2 separate regions of the Mus musculus genome follow, and region 2 is linked to region 1. Evidence: chromatin contacts called from public HiChIP or PLAC-seq data. All regions are on one chromosome and are shown on one strand. Each heading gives the region's core, a stretch centred on a gene start, on an enhancer-like site or on the middle of the called end of the contact. The rest is flanking DNA. Distances are from core to core; before and after follow the strand shown. Region 1 has its middle 80 kb from the start of Gm40948. Region 2 has its middle 34 kb from the start of Gm33041.

Region 1 (3,995 bases), core at 747-3,246:
AAAGAATGACCATCCCGAGACTGTCCCACCTGGGGATCCATCCCATATACAACCATCAAACCCAGACACTATTGTGGATGCCAACAAGAGCTTGCTGACAGGAGTCTGATATAGCTGTCTCTTGAGATGCTCTGCTAGTGCCTGACAAATACAGAAATGAATACTCACAGCCATCCATTGGACTGAGCACAGGGTCCCCAATGAAGGACTAAAGAGCTGAAGGGGTTTGCAGCCCTATAGGAGGAACAACAATATGAACTAACTCAGTACCCCCAGAGCTCCCTGGAACTAAACCAGCAACCAGAGTACACATGGAGGAACTCATGGCTCCAGCTCCATATGTAGCAGAGTATGGCCTAGTCGGTCATCAATGGGAGAAGAGGCTCTTGGTCCTGTGAAGGCTCGATGCCCCAGTGTAGGAGAATGCCAGGGCCAGGAAGCAGGAGTGGGTGGATTGGTGTGTGTGTATGGTGGGGGGAATAGGGGATTTTCAGAGGGGAAACCAGGAAAGGGGATAACATTTGAAATGTAAATAAAGAAAATATCTAATAAAAATTATATTTAAAAAGACACAAATACACATACAAGCATGCAGACACACATATGCTCACACACACAAGCATGCAGACACTTATGTGAACACACACACACCAACTTAAAGACAGAAATGCACACACAAGCACGCACACACACATATACATACACACACAAACCAGCTTGAAGACGAAAGTACACACACAAGTATGCAGACACATACATACATACATACATACACACACACACATACATATGCAGACATGTCTGTGAGTGTGTATACACCCACATACACATGTAGATGTACATGCATACAAAGTCCATACTCTCAAATAGGACCACCCACTAGGAACCAAGTATTCAACCACATGGAAACCTGTGGAAGAGAATTCACACTCCACAATGTGTGAACCTATCGCCTGTCGTGAAACCTTCCATAACCATCAGAGAGAGAAAGCAGGAGAAAGAAAACCAACTCCTGCTATCCACACCTCTCTCCCTAGTGCTTTGCGGGCTGTGTTCTACAGAATTCCTCCGTGGGCCTGGAATCACAAAGGGGGCACAAGGCTGACCCCACCATATGCTGACAGCCACCTCTGTCCACCCCTGCCTCCTCAGGTGCAGGTAAACACAAGCTCCATTGGCGTGGGAATGGCCCCCCATTCCCTTAGAAGCCCAACCTTGAAGCCATTTTGGAAAGATATCAAGGCTTCCGGTATCTGCCGGTTAGCCCCCAGCTGGCTGGTTTGAAAGCAGCTTTGAGGATCAAAGGTATTCTAGAAGGTAACAAGGCTTGAAGATCAAGGAGATTCACCTGTTCATCAAAGGAGAGGGGGCCTTTCCTGGGAGGTTCAGGCCTGTACAATGTTAACCACAGGGAGCTCTGCTTTCGGATGAATGTTCCACATGGCCAGGAAGCTAGAGAGGCTGGGGGCCTTGCCTCTGCCCCATGCACACTCAGTGTGTGACTAGGAAGCAGCCAAGAGGAGCCCAAGAGGAGGACCAGAGACTGAGGTTGTACAATGTTACCACAACCTTGTGTGGCTGTGGAAAAGTCAAAAAGAAGACACCAAGACTGAAGGGAAGAAAGATAAGGCAGAGGCAGAAGGCAGCCACATCCTCAGAAAGAGACAGCAGCACTGTATGGATAGCGTGCATGCACAGCTTGAGCTGGTTCCTGTGCAGGGAAGGCTCGCCCAGTTCTGAAAAACCGCTGACACCATGTCACCAAATAACCACAACTCCTTGCACTGTGTGTGTGTGTGTGTGTGTGTGTGTGTGTGTGTCTATTTTTTTAAATCATGGTGGAGAGGGACAGGGGACATGGATCTCCTTCTCGTGGAACACTGGGCTCATGAGAGCAAACTGCTTTCAAATACTGCCCACCTATTCCCATGCCACCCAGCCTTCCTCAGGGCCAGAATTCCCTCCTGTGGACAAATTTGGTATGTGGGTGTGTGGGAATTCAATCCATACCATCCCTTGCCTCTTGAGTCAGGCCGGGAGCATTGATCTCGTGGTGACCCAGACATGTCTGAATCATGGCATCGTGGGTGTGATTTGGCTCCACGGGTCTCCCACTTTTCCACAGCTATGCTTGATTTTCAGAGTCTCAAAGGAGCCTTCCTTCCTCCCCTCAGGGAGGCTCAGACAGTAGATGCTTGCTAATCTCACCTCACACCTTCTGATGCAGTTTGGGTATCTACTCTCACCTTGTGCTCTAATGGGGCCACTGTAGCACTAGGCTGCAGAAATGTCTGGTAATGGTAAAGAAAAAAGCAGTATCCCTCCCCTAGAGCCATCCTCTATATACACCCTGGGTAGCAGCATGAATGGCTGGGAAATGCCCTCCCCAAAGGAGCTGCAGCTGACACTGAGCATGCTTGAAACAAGCTCGCTCCCCTTCCCCCATCCTTCATGTAAAGGATTGAGGGAATTTCCCAGCCAACTATAGAGTTGGTGAATTGGAAGCCCTCGTTCTGTACAGTCACAGGGCAGGGGAGATGGCTCGGTTAGTAATATGCTTGCCCTGAAATCATAAAGACCTGATCCTCATATTAAAATATGTATCTGTGTGTGGTGGTATCTTCTTGCAACCCCAGTTCTGGAGAGGCATAGACAGGCAGATCCCTGGGGCTTTCTGGCCAGACAAGCTAGCCTACTGGTAGAGTTCCAGTCCCATTAGAGATTTCATAAGAAAGAAAGAAAGAAAGAAAGAAAGAAAGAAAGAAAGAAAGAAAGAAAGAAAGAAAGAAAGAAAGGAAGGAAGGAAGGAAGGAAGAAAGGAAGGAGGGAGGGAGAAAGGGAGGCAGGGAGGGAGGGAGGGAATCAAAATATGTACTGACAAGATGACTCAGCACATAAAAATGTTTGCTGCAAAGTCTGATGACCAGAGTTCAATTCCTGGGACCAACATAATGGAAGGTAAGAATTGTTTCTCACAGAGCATTGGCCTTTGACATCCACAGGTAATTCGTTCCATGGCCTCATACACACACACACATACACATATGCATTCACACAGATGCACACACATATATATGTGCATACACATATACACACATAAATACAAGCACACTCACATAAATAAATACTCAAAATTTTAATACACACCAGCATGCAAGTGTGTGCACACACAAAGAAAAACCCAAACAAGTCACTAAGCCATTGACATGAAAGAAATACTTTATCTTTTTCTAAAGCATGTCAGATCTGGCTCCAAGCTCCCACCGGCTTGCCAAGGGTTGGGGTGGGGGTAGCTGGTTTCAGTTGTATCTTGCGGTTCCTTCTTAGCTTCTTGCAATGTTTGATGCTCACACTGTCCGAGAAAATGAGGTACCAAGCCACAGTTGGTTTCCCTTCAAAGCAGCACAGCCCCTCCCAGTCCCCACCAGAGAGCCTGCAATCAGAGTTGGCAGGCCTCCTGGAACTCCCCGAAGCTCCCAGGTTCTTTCCTGGATCCTAACGACACCCTCCTTGTATTGAGCACAACAGTGTAGTGAGATGCTCATGGCTCACTGATGGATGAGCCCAGGGTGTGTTTACAGGCCCTTCATTCACTGTCCTTCCTTCTCATCCCAGTCTTCAGAGCAGTAGGCCTGTCACGGCCACGCCCTCCTCCATCCTCTGCACTTCTAAATATACGGGCTGGCAATCTACAACTCATTCCTTTTGGGCACAATAAAATCGCCCTTAGATTTCCCAAAAAACTTTGCTATGTAAGTGATCTCTTCAAATAACCGGTTGCTCGTTCCACTCCCTGACTCACTACAAGAACGTGTCAAACTAACCAAGCTCGTTCCTCGTATTTATGAGTCACAGATGTGGACCAGAGAGATCCCGGGGGGTTGGAAGGGCCAGCTCCTAAGAGTCTTTGATGGTTAGGGAAAGTGGCTTCCATAGATGGTAGTTCAAACGTTTTGGAGATAAAAAAGCACACGTGGACCTACTCCAAGCCAAAT
Region 2 (3,672 bases), core at 746-3,245, 180 kb before region 1:
TCTAGGCTGTGTGACCTTGGCCAAGTCACTTTCCTTCTCAGAGGAGGGTCACCAGCAAGTAAGCACACAGCTCCCGTGCCAGGCTGACCCGGTGGAACAGGGAAGGAGGACATGTTTTGCTATCAGTCCTGGTTATAATGCTGTCTGACAGGATGAATTAACAATAGTGTTTTAAACAGACTACACCTAACTCCAACCCTCAACTGCTGACCTCGGAGACCAAGACAGATGAGTGACAGTATCTGTCCTGTTATGGATCAATAAAACCAAAACCAAATCTATGCAGGGCCAAGAGCTAGGCACCCTCCTCTCAGAGCATCTGACCTGGCGACATCAGCCAATCCCTTCCTTTTACAAGGGCAAGACCTTCAGGGGTCACACTTGACATTCCAAAGTGGAATAGCAGTCACTTATCTGTACCATGTCACTAGAGCTGTGTGGGTCAGAGCCTACACCCTGGCAGCTACAAGGCAGGCTCAACCACCCGACCTGTCGTACCAGTCAAAGAGAGTAGTAATAGTGAAAGGCAGAGAAGCGGGGCGGGGGGTTCATATGATCCTGTCAGGAAGAAGGAAGAAGTTACCCCCAGTCTATCGCCAGAGTCTCGACAGGAAGCTTAGGCTTAAATAGAATGCAAGAGGCATGCATAGCTAAGCAGTCAGGTCAGGGTGTGGTCCTGCCCAGGATCAGCCCATCCCTGACACAGCTCCAGTTAGTTCAGTCCTTCCTCAAAGTGTTCTGGCGAGAGATCAGAACTGTGGGACGTCTCTTCCTGGGAGGCAAGGCAAGTTCCTCCTCTAATCAACACCAAGCTTCAACCTTTTTTTTTTTTTTTTTTTTTTTTTTTTTTTTTTGCCTCAGCATGGGATTCCCAGGAAAAGTCCAGCGGTTGGAGCAAGCTTCAACCTGTTTCAATAGTCTGATAGTACAGGCATTTCTTCCTAGAGTACCCCCTGCCTGATGGAACAGTTACAATTGTGCACTGTTCAGACTGCGTGCGTGCATCCCTGAGGTCACCGAGACTGGAGCCTGAACAGCACCATCCCATTTAAAAATGCATTTTCCAAGCGAATCACCTTTCAAATGACTTGCTTTACAAACCTTGACTATGCCATTTCGGGAAGATCCAGGCCCAGGGTCTGGATGAGTAGCTGCTGAATAAGTTTCTTTGCAAATGCCTGTTTGCACGTGCACGGTGGACAGATGTTATCAATGGCTGATCTGGGTCAGTGGTGTCTTTTGTTCCTGGGATTTGGAGGCTTCTGGGAGGCTAGAACTCAGAACACGTAGGGCTGGAGGGCTCATGTTATAAATGATTCAGCTGAAAATAGATTAGTCTGTTTCTCGTTGCTATACCAAAAATTTGAGGCTTGCAACTATATAAGGAAAAAAAGGGCACTTACTTGGCTTTTGGTTCTGGTGCTCAAGTATGTGGCCCTGGTGTCTGCTTGGCTCTGGTGAGAGATTTCTGGCTCCACCTCAACATGATAAGGAAGATGGGACAAGAGGGAATGATCACATGACCAGACAGAAAGCCAGAGGGATGCAAAAGTCAGCTTCCTCTTCACAGTAATTTGTCCCCATGACAACTAATGAGTCTTGAGGGACATACAATTCTTTCAGAGGGAAGAGCCATCATGAATGTTACTCAACAGGGTTAGTAGTTGTGACATCATTAGTCATGGCTGCCCCTCTTAAAGGTCCCACAGTCTCAATTCCACCGCACTTGGCACCAGGTTCCCACCACATGAATCTTGGTGTAATCATTCAAACCACATGAAAGCTATGGTAATCATGACTGAGCAACCCGGCAATCTGGAAGGATCCAGGTTCTGTTTGCTGGCCTTCCCTGAGGTCTATGGTCAGAGTAAAGCTGATATTTGAGTGCTTAAAAGAGAAACAGAGACAAGAAAAGTCTTGGAGGGCTGTGTCACCTCAACAGGACATGACAACTGTGACAGGCAGGAGCAGAGCTGGCAGGATTGTCCCCATTGTCCAGGCAGTGTACAGCTGGCCTTATGTCAATAGCTAAGCCTTCCTACACAGAACAGAGTCCAAGGGGTGCTGTCGTCATATGGACTTGGCTGCTGAAGCTGGTGGAGAGATTGGGGATTAGCTGCTGGGTAATCCAGGCTTCTCATTCCACCTACAGGGAGAAATGGACCCCTGCACTCACAGACATGTAGAACTGCTTGGAATATAGTTCCTCAGAACTGCGTTGAGGCCACCTCATCGGCGGCATAACGCTAAGGTCCCACGGGGAAAGTGACCTATAGACTGAAGCGTAGAGTCTGTGTCCAAGTGAGCAAAGACAGCCTCTGTGAGTGCTGGAAGACAGAGAGCTGGAATGTGGAACGGGGCAGGCCAGCTGGGGGCATGATGTGGCCAGTAAGCCAACCTCAGGGAGGGAAGCCAGATCCTGGCAAGGCAACAGGCCCAGCATGGTCTCAGTGCCCTCAGCTCAAGGCAAAAAAGTCCCAGAGGAGAACTAGGATGCCCAGCTTCAGATGGAGCCCCTGATGTCTTTGTTGGGGGTAAGTAGTGGGTAAGGATTCTTGATATAAATTATATTTTATTGGGAAATTTTTTTTCTTTGCTTTCCTGACAAAACACTCATCAACAATAATAACTAAACTCCATTGTCATCTTTTAGACGGGAGATTCCTTTAATGCTTCTATCAATTGAACTGCATCCCTGGCCTTTAAAGTGATGTTTATTTGTTATTATGTGTATGTCAGGGCATAATACATAATACATCTGTGCATGTCCCCTTGGAGGCCAGAAGAGGACATGGGATCCCTTGAAGCTGGAGTCGAATAGAGTGATACAAAGTTGTCAGCCACCCGACGTGGGTACTGGGAATCTGACTCAGGTCTTCTGCAAAAGCATACATAGTCATAAGGGCTGAGACATCTCTTTAGTCCCGCCTTCCCTCTAGGTTATTTTTAAGCCAGTAATGTTGAGTGGCTCCTCCTGCAAAGATGAAAGGAGACCCAAGAAAGGAAGTTCCTTTCTCAGTGAGGGACTTGGTCCTTGTCTATCCTTGTACCAATAGATAGCTCTGTTCATAGTGAGCTATCTTGAAGCAGGATGCTTCCCAAATATGATCCCATCCCCATTGTCCAGTACAAAGAGGGCAAGTCGGGACAGAGCTGGTTCCAGGAGCCGATAAGTCCTTATGTAGGGTGGCAATCTGTCTCAGGGCAAGGCAGACTGCATGAGGCAACATGGCCTCCACAACCCCAAACAGAGCTGCAATCTAAAAGACATAAACACCACCAGGAGTGGCCCAGGTGAGATGCTTATCTTCTCTGCAAACAGACAGCTTATGGTGGCAGTCACCCTCCACACTCAGCATTAGCTAGGTCATCCAGTAGGTGGCTGACTGGCAGAAGGATACTACTCAGCCTTCAACTCCTCCAAACAAACCAGGGACTGCCCAGTGGCCAGCGTGGAAGATTCACTACTGGGAAACTATCACCTCCTAGGAGAGAAAGATGTACCTCGGACACCTTCACACACAGAGAGCCACTGGGGTCACTGCTTGCAGGGGTTCTCATTATCATAATAACGATGATACTGCTAATGATAATAAACATGAAATTAAAACTAAAGCCCGCAGCTCCACAGCCAATGCTGTAGCCTTGCACAATGGTGAGCTGTTGACAGCC

What was found. HiChIP or PLAC-seq counts read pairs in DNA pulled down with a chosen protein or histone mark.
Region 2: a FOXA1 HiChIP or PLAC-seq map of pancreatic cancer cells shows a contact between it and region 1. The contact joins two enhancer-like sites. A contact is called at or near these places in 4 of 484 Hi-C or Micro-C datasets (bone marrow-derived macrophages, cerebellar granule neurons, liver and 1 more) and 5 of 115 datasets of contacts at active chromatin or transcription factors (CD8 T cells, embryonic stem cells and pancreatic cancer cells).

The regions. Positions count from the first base shown.
Region 1 is chr13:52,001,827-52,005,821 of GRCm38.p6, reverse strand. No RefSeq gene overlaps it. Among named protein-coding and RNA genes, the nearest start is that of Gm40948, 80 kb to the left of the region's middle. Within about 2 kb of position 1,996, at least 51 of the 459 cell types and tissues checked have an H3K27ac peak or open chromatin away from gene starts, as enhancers often do. A contact at or near this core is called in pancreatic cancer cells, where this site is marked.
Region 2 is chr13:52,186,749-52,190,420 of GRCm38.p6, reverse strand. No RefSeq gene overlaps it. Among named protein-coding and RNA genes, the nearest start is that of Gm33041, 34 kb to the left of the region's middle. Within about 2 kb of position 1,995, at least 64 of the 459 cell types and tissues checked have an H3K27ac peak or open chromatin away from gene starts, as enhancers often do. A contact at or near this core is called in pancreatic cancer cells, where this site is marked.